Linked DNA regions of Sus scrofa: regions 1 and 3 are each linked to region 2. The links are chromatin contacts, called in public Hi-C and HiChIP or PLAC-seq maps. All regions are on one chromosome and are shown on one strand. Each heading gives the region's core, a stretch centred on a gene start, on an enhancer-like site or on the middle of the called end of the contact. The rest is flanking DNA. Distances are from core to core; before and after follow the strand shown. Region 1 overlaps LOC102159394 (a long non-coding RNA gene). Region 2 overlaps LOC110259422 (a long non-coding RNA gene). Region 3 has its middle 430 kb from the start of MEF2C.

Region 1 (4,314 bases), core at 1,525-4,024, 460 kb before region 2:
ATCTTCTTGATCACTGCATTAGGAACATGCATTTGAGCATTCTTTAAAATGGAGATTGTTAATTTATTTATAAATAGTTAGGAATAATAGTTGGGGAGAAATATTGACTTTATCTGGATCACAGAATTCTCTATTCGATGTTCCAAAATATCATATTTGTAAGAAAGATGCAATTATACATCTAAATACTTGTCATCTGCCTCAGATAAAAACCTGCAAGTTTCAAAGTAGTGTGATTCTGTAGGAACAAGGAGGAAATAAAGCAGTTCCTTTTTCAGTCTGGAAATTGCTTGACCACTTGGTAACATAGTAATATGTGTAACCAATGATTTTGCCTTTCATTTTAGTGGGTATTGCAGTGTCTCCCCCACATATATTGTACTTTCGACTCAACTGTGTAGTGGACATGAGTTCGCAGTGAAACTGATCTGATTCCCAGCCCCATATGTGGGACCAGATAGGTATATATTAGGATAATTTTGTCTCCTTGACAGAGTAATTGCTTCTAGAAACTTTGGCCTAAGGCAGTTAACAACTGGCATCACAAATACTGAGCCAGGGTGGGCAAAGACCTAAGCCGGTCCAATGATAACAAAGATCAGATTATAAGAGATTCTCTCTCTCTCCCTCCCCCTCCCTCTCTCCTGAGCGTTAACCAGAAAGCATGTGGCCCCAGTAGGATTGGCAGCCTTCTCCTTGCCACAAGGATGGCCAGGCTAGTAAAATGCCTGTCAGGTGAAGTGAACAGTTCAAGAGAGTCAGAAAGAAGCAGGTCTGCTCTGATGAAACTCTGTGGCTCTTCTAATCTCTGCACACTTTACTTGCACAGTCTCATTATTTTGGTTGTTTTGAGCTGGGCATCCCATCACTTGAAGCTAAAAGCCTCCTAAGAAGTTACTGAAATTATCTCTGACTCCATTTTCTCTCTCAGCCTCCTCAACTATTCAGGTACCTAAGGCATCTGATTATTTTTCCTCAATCCTTCCTTGTTTTGTCCCCTTCCCTTGGTTTCTACTGGCTTATTTTGGGTCCTTGTGTTTTCCTATCTATACTGTTGTACCAGCTTGCTAGTTGGTCTCTCTAATTTTAATATACCTAATTAAAAAGTTTTTCAGAGGTTCCCTACTGCTTCCAGGTTAATGCTTGAATTTCTCAAAAGTCATTAGGAAAGTTTAGTTCTCTTCTACTTTTAAAATTAATCTTGAAATCTAACATAAACTGCTCGGGTTGTCTGTAATATGTATTTTATTCTCTTTAGGCCTTTGTTTATCTTCTAAAATAACTCTGACCCTTTCTGATCAAACAACTCAGCTAAAATACACTTCTTTGGTAAAGTGTTTCTTAATTGCTTTTTTCCTTTTACTTCCTACATGGCTAGTTGCTCATTTTCAGCATTCTCACGGCACTTTACACATACACACATCAACACTTTCCACATTGTGTTGTAATGATTTGTTTATAGTTTGATCTCCCTCTGGACTGTCACTCATGAGGGACAGGTCTGGACAAAGACATTTTTCCCTCCCAATTCAGCCTAAGCCTCTACACATAGTACACATTTAATGTTTGCTGAATATGTGAATAAAGGACTGAATTAGTCTTTATGGTTATTGTTTCATAACATGCAGTCACAATACACACCCATATGTACTGTCCTGAAAATTAAGACAATACAAAAGGACGTGGTATCTAACGTCTTATATTTTACCGGTTATTCTTCATGGACTTTAAAACAACTGTACATAGAATAATTGCTGAGTAGGTCTCTTAAATTTAGATTCATTTTAAAAATTGTAATTTTCATTTTTTTTTTTCCAGAGAGACTTCTCTTAGTTCAGACTAAAGCAGGGCCAAAAAGACAGGAGAAGCTCTAAGTTCTACTTGTCTGTATTTACTTGGTCTAAAATAGCACTGGACTTTTGTTATATGAGGTTTTCATATGATTTGAGAAAAAAAGTTTTAACCTGCTGCTTTGTTTGAACAGTGATGGCAAAAACTAAAAATAACACAAGATTCCAAATGCGTGTATGGAAATTAAAACACAATTTTAGGCAATTGCTGTAAAAACTTCCACTCTCTTTATACACCTTAGACTTAGCCGGAGCCAGATCTGCCCACAAAGGAGACGTTTAACTGATAGGTCCTCTTTATGAAAGGCCTTTTCCAGGGGCCACATCTTGGGGGGTTTGGGGAAGGGAAGTGTGTGGTTCTGTCTAAATTTCATCCAGGACTTCTCTCCCCATCTGACCCTGGAAATTGCTGCAATTTTAGCTTCCTGTGGTAGGCAGTAAAAAAAAAAAAAAAAAAAAAAAAAAAAAATCAGAAATGGTAGAAATACACTTAACCAAGTACAGGGAGTTTCTAAGCTTCCTATACTAGAGCCAACTATGTATTCATAAGCAATACAACATAACACTGAATTTAACCAGGCATCCACCATAGTAATTCAAACTTCTCTCTGGATGAGCCTTAAAAATAGCTTATCATCAGGAGCTACTTTTGGTGAGATATATTTTTATTGTTCATTTTTTAAAATAAGAGAAGAAAATGACATTTATTGGTAGACTACTATTCAGAAAACATCTCTCCTAAGGAGATGTGTGAAATGAGGGGTTTTAGAACAACAGTGTGAATGGGAGGTATAGGGCAAGTCACGCCACTTGAATAGGTTGCCATAAAAAGAAAGGTCACAATGATTCAGCCAACTAAGTAGGCCCTCACTAAGAATACCACAGAGCTGCCTGTCGGACTAGGATGGCTTTGATGGAAAATGACAAATGAGATTGACAGGGGCATCTGAACCCTTGCAGCTGTTTCATTTCAGGCATTCTTCTCCAGGATGGCTACTGTGTGGATTTAAGAAGCTGCAGACAGTAGTCATTTAAGGAAATGGACACCAAGGCGAAATAATCTTAAAATGCAATCTGGAGTTAAGGGTTAGTGTGGCTAGAATGTGCGCATCCCAGCCATTCACTGCCTTAGTCCCTATCCTCTCTACTGATTTTCCTTACACCCTTCACTGGTCTGGTTCACCCTTACCTGCACCTAAAGGTAGTTTCCTAAGTACAGGTTATTTGAATGTTTTACCTTCTAAAAATCCCACACCGATGTAATATAATATATTAACCATAGGCATTGGAATAAAAACGTTTTTAATCCCATGGCTCCGCCCTTCAAATTTTGTGGCTGTGGGCAAATTCCTTACCTGTAAAATGGGAATAAAATAATGCACAATTTACAGAATTATTATAAGACATACTTGATAATGTATCTAAATAACTAGGCACAATTTGAATTCTTAATTCACTAATATTATGACAACTAATATTATGTTGGTTTTCAAACTTTATTTAGCAGTTAACCTTTTTATTTAAAAACAATCTTAGATTGTTCTATATGTGTATATACACACATATGTACATATATACACATGTACATATATATATACACATATAAACAATAGTTTAAAGTGGTATATTATTTTAATAAGTATATTTTGTAATTTCAAATCAAATTATTTTGAAAGTGAGCGAGGAAAAAAAGTAAGCTATGATGAAAAAAAAATTGGGTAAAAATAGCAATAATAACAAAACAGTTGTTGGGGATGTGCAATGCACCAAGGCTGGATTATCTCTTTAGATCTCCATACAGTCTTCAAATGCAGTTACTGTTAACACCATCCTTCCCATTTTACAGAAAAGGAAATGGGACCAAGACAACCAAATTCATTTCTCTAGATCCCATAGTGAACTAGGGTGTCCTGATTCCAATCAAATACTGTACAACTAGAGCCTGCATCCTCAGTATCTCATTGCTTCTATAGTCAAACACTATTTTACATTTTGTTTTATGTTCAGAGTATTGATAATCTTGACATAGGGATAAGTAGTGGCAAATTGTCCAAATTTAAATAGTTTCCATGAAATCTCTGAAGACTGCTTAATTATATTAATGCATAAAATTTAGAGGAGATTATTAGGGTATTTCCTTTTTAAAGTTAAATCACTGCAATTTCTAATGACTTTTCACCTCCCTTAAATGGTAAAGGCTAAATTTGCATGAATTGGCATATGGGTTTAATGGGCTTACTAGCAAATCATTAAGTCATTAGTTCATCCAAAACTGTGTTTTGAACATATGTTAGGTGATAAGTCAATTTAAATCTTTATTACTTGATGAAAAATTATTTTCAATAAATTGAAGTATAATGTTCCTTTAAATGAAATTACTACATTGTTTACTAAATATGTCCAAAGGTAAAGCTGTAGTTTTTTATTACTAGCATTCTGTATGAATCTTAAGCATAGTAATAGG
Region 2 (4,384 bases), core at 507-3,006:
AACTGAGTCTTTGAGTCACTAATGCCACTTCAAGGCATTTATCCAGCATTTATATATATATCCATAAACAAGAAATAAGAAATAATGATGTTTTTTGCATCATAGAAAAAAAGTCTGAAAAAAATCTCTAAACGTCAAGCAGTCATAGATGGGTTAAATCAAATTCAAGCTACCCATAAATGAAATACTCTGCAGCTGTAAATAGCAAGATAAGCCATGGAACTGATAATGAAAATACCACTAAAATAAAATATTAAAAATAAATATTTTGTGTCTGCATGTATACGTAAATATTTTTTGAAATATCCGCAAAAGACTCTAACTCGAAAACTGGGAGTACAGAGCAAGGATGGGAGGAAGGATCATTTTTCACATTACAAAACCTTCACAGTTTGGAATTTTTTGCACATATACATCACTTTTTAAGTTAAAAAATTAAAAACTATAGGTTAAAATAAGCATTAGTCTCTTTATAAACTTCCTATTTTCATTATTTGGCAGTGACCAATAAATTTGACAGAAGTAGTACAAGTTTGATAAGATTTCATGTCATAATTTCCCACCTTAATATTTGCCGGCTAAAGGCAAAAATAAATCTGGAGGTCAAGGAAAGGCAAAGAGATGTTCAATGATCATGGTAATCTTTCTAAATTCTAATAATGCAACTGCATAAAGATACATATATATAAATGAACTTATAAGAACTTAGTAGCATGTGTGTGATTTAGAGGAAACAGTGTAGGAATTATATTTAGATAATCTTGGTTTGAAGATGTTGTACCACTTATTTGGGCAAGTTATTCAATCTTAACAGCCTCAACTGAGTGACAAAATAGAGATGGGTAACAAGTTTATAACATGGTTGTGAGGATTAAATTATGACACATTAATGTTGAATAGATTCCAGGATTTTAGTGTGACGGAATGACTATATGAGAGAGATTATCTTTGTGGTATTGTCTGCAATAGCATCTTCAGGCCAGAAAATGATTAGAGGTCCCAACAGATCCAAAGTAAATTCTAAAAAGCTATAAAATCAAGAGAATGGAAACCACATGCAACTTAATAGGGTCTCAATTCACTAAGCGACTCCTGACCAATGTGAAAATCTCACAGAGACATGTGGGTTATATTCAGCTGGATGGGTTTTGAATGCTTTTTAAATACTCTTTAATTTGTTGTTGTTTTTAATGAGCTGATTGAGAATGTCTCTGGTCTGCTAAAGGAGCATTTTATTTGTTTCTTCATGCTTTCTCTTTTCTTCTAATTTTCCTCTCTCTGTTTTCTGCCTCTTCTTCCATTACATAAATAGATAGGCCCATGCCATATGTGTAATTTGCTTCAATTTCACTCTTTATCCCCTCATAGAAAGCTGTTTTAAATGGACTATACCAACAAAACTAGAGGTGCTAACTAGATCAAATGGTTAATTCTGAAATTTTCTGAAGCCTTTCTGTAACGTTTATATTGGCTTTTTTATTTAGTTTCTAGGAAAATTTTTATCATTGTAACAGTTAATTCAAATCCCAGCAAGACCTGGTAAGCAAATAATTTGCCAAGTTTTAACTCGAAGTACTCCTTAGCCTTTACCAAAAGAAGGACCAATTTGAGGTGTATTTCTATAATGGGTGAGCCTTCTGTCTGAGTATTCCATTACCTCATTCATTTTAAAGTCAATTTAGAACTCATGGACAGTGCCAAATTTACAGCCCTGAGTCCAGACTCCCTTTTTTAGTCTACAGAGCAGGCACTGCATAAGTTATCTTGCTGCAAGCCTTCTGAGCTAGCCCCACTCCATCATATCCTTATTCCTGAGGGGACACAGGGGTTTCAGATTCTTGGTCTATCCAATAATGTAAGTACCATTAAAGATCAGCAAATCTAGCTTGCAACCTCAACTTCCTATCTGATGGGATATTAGTGTATCACTAACAAAATGGATTGGCAAAGGCAACCAGGCTCTAAAATGCCCAAGATTCAAGCCACTGAATCCTTTTACATCCACTCTATGATTACAAATTAGTAATCAGGAAGTATACAAAATATTTAATTTTTTTAGATGTTCTAAAGAGCTATTCCCTGAGAAACTTGGACCACTAAATGAGCAGAATCTTGGTTCAAGAAATTACAGATTAGACCATCTTCTCGAAGAAGAAATGATGTCAGGGTTGTTTAGGGAGTTAAGACTATTTGTGTGTGCATACTCCATCTATAATTAGCATTTTCTAAGGGATGGGCTAAAGCATTGCTAGTGTAGGATTACCTGTGCTATTTCACAGTATCACTGCTATTGTAGGGTTGGTTACATCATTCTGTCAAATGTCCTGATGCCTGAGGGAACAGAGAGCTTTGGCCCCACCCGAAGGCTTGCTTTTCCTCACACAAGTCCTGACCTTTGTTGTCATGCCTTTTTCCTATAGTTTCTTCTGCCTGAAAATATTCAAGTTCCCTCTAGGTGTCCAATGTGAACTTTGCAGGGATATCAGGTGGGTGATATCTGGAACGCTGTGCTTTTGGAAATAGTTAAAACTATGTCCAAGGGGAAGTTCAAAATTGGGAAAGACATCTATTTTTCAAGTGTAGGAACAAGCAACTGAAAACTAGGTCAAGGGATCTGAGATTTAAGAAGGGAGTAAACTCGAAGAGTCTAAGTAAGAACAAAGTTTTTTAAAAGGTGAAGTGTGTCCAGGGCTCATTTTTAACAGGATAGGACAGTGTAGTTCAAGGACGTATCAGTCTGCTTGGAAGTATAGAGTTAGAATAGACAAGTGTGCCTTCAATGTCTTTTCCACCTCCCGATGCTGTTTTCATTCCTTACAGCCCAATTCGAATATCATCTATCTGAAGCCTTCTGAAAGTCTCTTTCCTGACTCTCAAGAGAATGAATCATTCCCTCTTCTGAGCTCTCTCAAAACATACTCAAATTGCCTAGTTTGGAACCTATCATTTCAATATAGTTAGTTATAGATTTATCTTCCAAGTGGAGACTAGGCATGGTATTTCATTCCTCTTAATATTCCTAAAACCTAATGATTTCATAAGATGGATGCATAATTCAGATTAGATGAATTGAATTCAAATGTTACTTGCATCCTACATGAGATCAGGTTATGCATATAACAGGTCACAGAAGCTTTAATGAACCGGAATTTATTTCCTACTTGATTAATTCCACAAGCACCATAAAAGATGTTTTAGCATTCCCGTGGATTAGATGAGAAATTTGTGAACAAACTGGATACAAAAGAAAAAAAAATAGATAAAGCTAAACAAAAATGTTACTGGAATTATCCTGTGTATATGGATCAAATGAGGCAAGTTTCGAATAGAAGATAAATTTACTTTCTGCAGCTGACTCAAGGAAAAGCTGGTAGGATGATGGAGGAAGAAATAATTCCATTGAGCCACCTACTGTGGAAGAATATTAAATATCTATGATAATTGTGATACCAATAACTTTTTCAAATGCAAAGAATGGTATTTATATTACTGCAGTGGCATGCGTGAAACATTTGGATAATTTTAGTTCAAGGTTTTAATCTCTCTGATTTTCAGAGCTTTCACAATTGCAGTGCCCTGTCATGTTCGGGAAGGAGCGCTTATTCATAAGAAGCTGTATCTTCATTCTTTAGTCATTCGGAAAAATGGGTCATAGATCATGTCATGTTGTCTGTAACCTAGTTAGAATTCTAGCAGGAGGGAAATTTCAAAACCATGATTTCATGTAGGAGCCTTTAAAAACTCATTAGCTGCTAATAATTATACTAATATCTAAAACACTTAAAATCATGGAGCTAATTTCTACAAAAGATAGGCAGTAAACGTGTTCTAGGGAAGTTTTCTCTTTCAACTCTCTGGGAACAAAAGAGAAGGCAGTTCAGGCCTCTAACGTGACACCCTATTTCAGATGCAGAAGAGAGAGTTTCACAGAAGCCTCGCATCGTGAGTTAGCGGATTCTAAAATGAAAAGCAAGAATATTAGAGCAACATCTCAAAATGTGACTCTGGGCACTGGAGAAGCCTCTCCACTTGTGATTGATTTGCATTTCTGCCTATGTCTGAATTCGTATTCCATAAGCACAGATGGAGGTGTGATATATTTTTTTTGAGCACATCTATTTATTCAGATACCGGATTCAGTCTCTGAGTAGAGAGATGGTAAAGGCTGCTGTGAGCAGATGGCACATAGGCACTATGACTTCAGAAACAACATTCTTTCAAGATAAGTGGCACAGTAATAATAATAATACTTAGCACATATATTGCACTTTTGGTCTGCCAACATTAACTAATTAATCTTCAGTAGACCCTTGTGAGATAAGTAAGTGCTTATAATTATCTCTATTATGCAGTCAAGTCAACTAAGAATGTGTCTGCACATACT
Region 3 (4,049 bases), core at 414-2,913, 360 kb before region 2:
TCCTGCTTCCTTTGAAATCCCATAATATTTAATCATGTTTGGAATTTATATCCTACATTATATTGGAATTATCTGATTTTATGTTTTACACACTCATTCAATAAATATGTAATAAGTACCTACTGTGTGCCAGCAATGAGCAAGTATACCTCTGCTTTAATAGAAATTTTTATTTCTTTGGTGAAATTTATTTCCCAAAGAGTAAGTTTATATTTATGTATCTTTGCAGTTGTATCCACTTCAGAGCAAACAGGATGCCTTGAGTTTGACAGTCAATAAACAAAAATTGGTGAATATGTGAAATTATATTATTTATCCATTACATTAAAAACTTCCATATTGTTAATCTTTCCAAGCAACTATACTTCTTCCTACTTTTCTCTATATGTAACACGTCTGGATTAAAACAATAGAAGAATTTATCTTCTGAAATAAATATAAGCTGAGTTAATCTATATATGTATCTGTGTATATCTGTACATATCCAAAGGAGAAATATGGTAATAAATGAAAGTGCAATGAAATATATACATTTAAAAGGAAGGCAGTATCAGAATTATTATTTTACTTTGTCTTATGTAAGTAAATCAGGCAGAAATTCCTTCAATATTTCAGTAATCTCTGCTTTCCCCTTTATGATGTATCTATACACTGAGTGAGGCTCATTGATTCCTCCATCATGGCTGATTCCCATGAATGCCCAATAGAAAGAAAAAGAATAGAAAGGAGAAGTAGATACAACACATTTTGCTTAGGTCTGCTAGCAGATTTCCATGATGTCAGCCTAGTTTTTTTTTGTTGTTGTTGTTCTAAAGCAGAGGCTCATGGGCTTCCTTCTGTTTCTTTACATCAGTTCTCAGTCATGATTCTGAGGGTCCTCCAAATACAAAGAGTGTCAGATTACCTAGTTCTGGCTATAAAGCACATTTTTGAAGACAGGGTTTTATGTCTTTATTTTTCTTTGCAGTGGATAGGTGGTTCTAAGTTGCAGTCTGACTGAGCTCCTGAAAACAGTACTGAGAAGCTTGTCTATAAATAAGTAGTTTTGTTTACAGGAACTTACTGGGGAACTGGACTTGTACCACCTGCCATTTGGGCAGTGTTGAGAAGTAAGAGGAAGGGGTTTCAGTCCTCTCAGATAATTTAAATCAACCAATCTACCTCCCTGTAGGCTAGCTTCTCTTTATCTTTGTCTCAATCTGGATACAGACACCCTTTCTGTCATTAATGCACCTTAGAGTTATTTGACTTTTTTTTTTTTCCCGATGATACCTGGCCCTTTCATCTATAAGCTTTCTAAGAATGCATTTCCTTCACCTAATGTGTCAGCTAAAAGAGAATTAGGTAGGATGAGAACCATATGAAAATAAACTGCCTAGAATTATGAAAATAAATATCTTCAAAGTTTTATACTTATCCCCAAATCCTTAATTTAAGCCAGTTAAGAGATTTCAATTCTGTGGGCTAGTGGCAAACTGGAGTCCATATGGAGTTTCTCAATTGGTCTTCTGAGTAGGTGGGATATAAATATCATGGCAGCATTTCTGTTGTGTCCCTTCCCTGGTCAGAGATGCTATCTTTTCTCTCTGGTTGGCCCTATGCATGGTGTGTCATGACAGAAATCATTGGCGAGTTTTGTTTCATGAGGTGACGACACTTAGCTAGCAAGTGACTGAAGCCAGATGTTGTTTCCTAAGGTGTGTTTTGTAAACCTAAATGCCACCAGACGAGGGAGGATATTCTGTCTAATTTAAGGCTCACCAAAAGCTTGCTATTTATTAAGGCAAATAAGAAATGAGTAGACAAAGTTTTCTGTGCATTCTATAAAACCTGAAGTAACATGAGGTAATAGGAAGAAAGTCTAGGGAATAAAAACCTTTCATTCTCTCCAAATTTTTACCCTTCTGGCCCACACTTACCAGTGTCATAGCCCACGCTGACTCTGATGGCTGGGAACATCTGTAAGATGAAAAACTAGTACTGTATTCTGAGTCACATGTTCTATTTTTATTTTAAAGTCCTATTTAGAGCTTGGCTACTATTAGGCTTGTCCTGATTTTCCTTAGTTACTGTGATTTAGTCTGTTGATTATTTGCAAAATGCACGTTAACAATCAGAGTGGTTTAATGGATGCCTAGGGTTAGAAGAATAAAGAAATTGATAGCTTACAGGACAAAAGTTAAATAACCTTAACAAGTACAGTACATTTCTTTAATTAGGAAAAGACAGAATTTATTTTCTTTCTTAAAAGTGGAAGAGACTTGTTCTGAAACTTTCAGAGGAAGCCATCTATCAATGAAAACAACAGAAGAATTGAAGCGGAGACTTATACACTGCTCTGCTCACAGCTCTGTTTTCATTAGCAATTATAAGGAAGTAGATCCGGAAATAGAGATGCATGATACCGAGACATCAGTACAGTAACCAGTACTTTCAGACATCACCACAAAAACATACACTCAGGATTTCACAACCCTCTCACATTGGCAATGTCACAACACTGCTTCAGGCAAGGTTTTCATCTCCTTTTTGGGTAAAGCAGGGTTCCTTTTTTTCCCTCACACCAAGTCCTATAAATCACTTTTCTTGAAGGGCAAACTAAAGTTTCTTGGTTTCAAAATCATACTTGTCCTGAGGAGGAAGATCCTGCTCATGCCATTAGAAAGTCAGCTTAATGTGTTTGATTACTTTCAGAGAGTGATTGGGGCGTCATTCTCTGGCAAAGGATTTGAGTCAGTTCAAATATGGAAAGCCTTGAAAACACAATCTAAACTGTCTTATTGATAACACAATTTACATCACTCTTTACTCTGTATTTCTTGCTGTTTAAAAAGTATCTTCAGTCTCTGGTGTTAACACTGTATTCGCTAAGGTTAGCCAGTCCCGTCACATGAAAGAGCTCTTCTTGTCAATATATTCTTCTTACTTTTCTTACTGTAAAACTCTCATGAGACACCCCTCTCCTCCCGAGGTTAGTAAATACCAAGTGAAATGGAAAATGAATACATTCAGTAGTTTGAAGTAAAAAAAAAAAAAAAAAAAAAATCCTAAGACACACTCCAAACTTTCACCTTGAATATTCAGTGGGTTTTATTTTTATACTTGAATTATATGAGTAATAGCTTGAGTGCAGCCCCAGTGAAGTGAAAGGGCAAAAAAAGTGGTCATTTTTATTTCTGTCTACTAGTAGAATTTTAAAGGAAATCACCACTACGCAAGCTGCTTCTGAAATTAAAGACATTGCCTTATACATGAATGGCCAGGTTTGGAGCACTGGGCACCCACTCTGCAGCTCTGTGGAGTGGTGAAGGTCAATAAGAGGAAAAAGTCATCACGAGAGGAAAAAAAGACCCTAGAGCTACATATGACCAATTCTGGCAATAGAGCCTGAACAGTGACTCTGCAGAGTCACTGCCACAGAAGCACAGTGGTAATACTGGGATTTATTTTAGGCCAATTCCTCAATTCATGAGGAGAAAAGAAAGCCTATGAAAGGTTAAAGTGTTCCACCTCTAATTCTTACTACATAACAAGCTGCATGGTCCTCAGGAGAAATCCACTCATTGTCTTATTTATTTCCCCATTCTATTTATATGTTGGTGATAATATCAGAAAAATACTTAAAAATGTAAAGCATCATGACAATACGTATTACATAGGTGGTACTGGAGGTATGTTTTCAAAAAATTCCATTTAAAAGAACTATGATTCTCATATTAAATAAAGGATACAAAAATATCTAGAACATGTTGCAGTAGTGAAGATTTTAATCTGATAAAAATTTTCTTTTTTTACATCATTATATTCCCTAAGAAAATCAGTAAAAATATTGATTTTATTACCTTTTTCTGTAAACAAATGGATCATTAATTCCTGAACAAAAGCTCAGAGCAAGTTTCAAGTCTAGAGCTAATTTCCAGAGCAAGCTACAGTTATTCTAATTTTTGGATTTTTAATTGTTGATTTACCTGTGATGGAATACAGCATGTAGTGGTAGGATAGAGGACACAAATAATTATAGGTAGGTTCCCTTATGTTTGAAAGAGATT

The links. A called contact is a pair of places that touch in the nucleus more often than the background predicts. HiChIP or PLAC-seq counts read pairs in DNA pulled down with a chosen protein or histone mark.
Region 1: a contact with region 2 is called in a Hi-C map of fetal skeletal muscle, with 1.6 times the contacts expected there. The contact joins two enhancer-like sites. A contact is called at or near these places in 2 of 47 Hi-C or Micro-C datasets (embryonic fibroblasts and fetal skeletal muscle).
Region 3: a contact with region 2 is called in an H3K27ac HiChIP or PLAC-seq map of skeletal muscle, with 4 times the contacts expected there. The contact joins two enhancer-like sites. A contact is called at or near these places in 1 of 47 Hi-C or Micro-C datasets (embryonic fibroblasts) and 1 of 2 datasets of contacts at active chromatin or transcription factors (skeletal muscle).

The regions. Positions count from the first base shown.
Region 1 is chr2:96,544,152-96,548,465 of Sscrofa11.1, forward strand. The region is part of intron 5 of LOC102159394 (a long non-coding RNA gene); the gene reads left to right. Among named protein-coding and RNA genes, the nearest start is that of MEF2C, 330 kb to the left of the region's middle. Within about 2 kb of position 2,775, at least 3 of the 83 cell types and tissues checked have an H3K27ac peak or open chromatin away from gene starts, as enhancers often do. A contact at or near this core is called in fetal skeletal muscle, where this site is marked.
Region 2 is chr2:97,001,530-97,005,913 of Sscrofa11.1, forward strand. The region is part of intron 4 of LOC110259422 (a long non-coding RNA gene); the gene reads right to left. Among named protein-coding and RNA genes, the nearest start is that of CETN3, 590 kb to the right of the region's middle. Within about 2 kb of position 1,757, at least 5 of the 83 cell types and tissues checked have an H3K27ac peak or open chromatin away from gene starts, as enhancers often do. A contact at or near this core is called in fetal skeletal muscle and skeletal muscle, where this site is marked.
Region 3 is chr2:96,643,933-96,647,981 of Sscrofa11.1, forward strand. No RefSeq gene overlaps it. Among named protein-coding and RNA genes, the nearest start is that of MEF2C, 430 kb to the left of the region's middle. Within about 2 kb of position 1,664, at least 16 of the 83 cell types and tissues checked have an H3K27ac peak or open chromatin away from gene starts, as enhancers often do. A contact at or near this core is called in skeletal muscle, where this site is marked.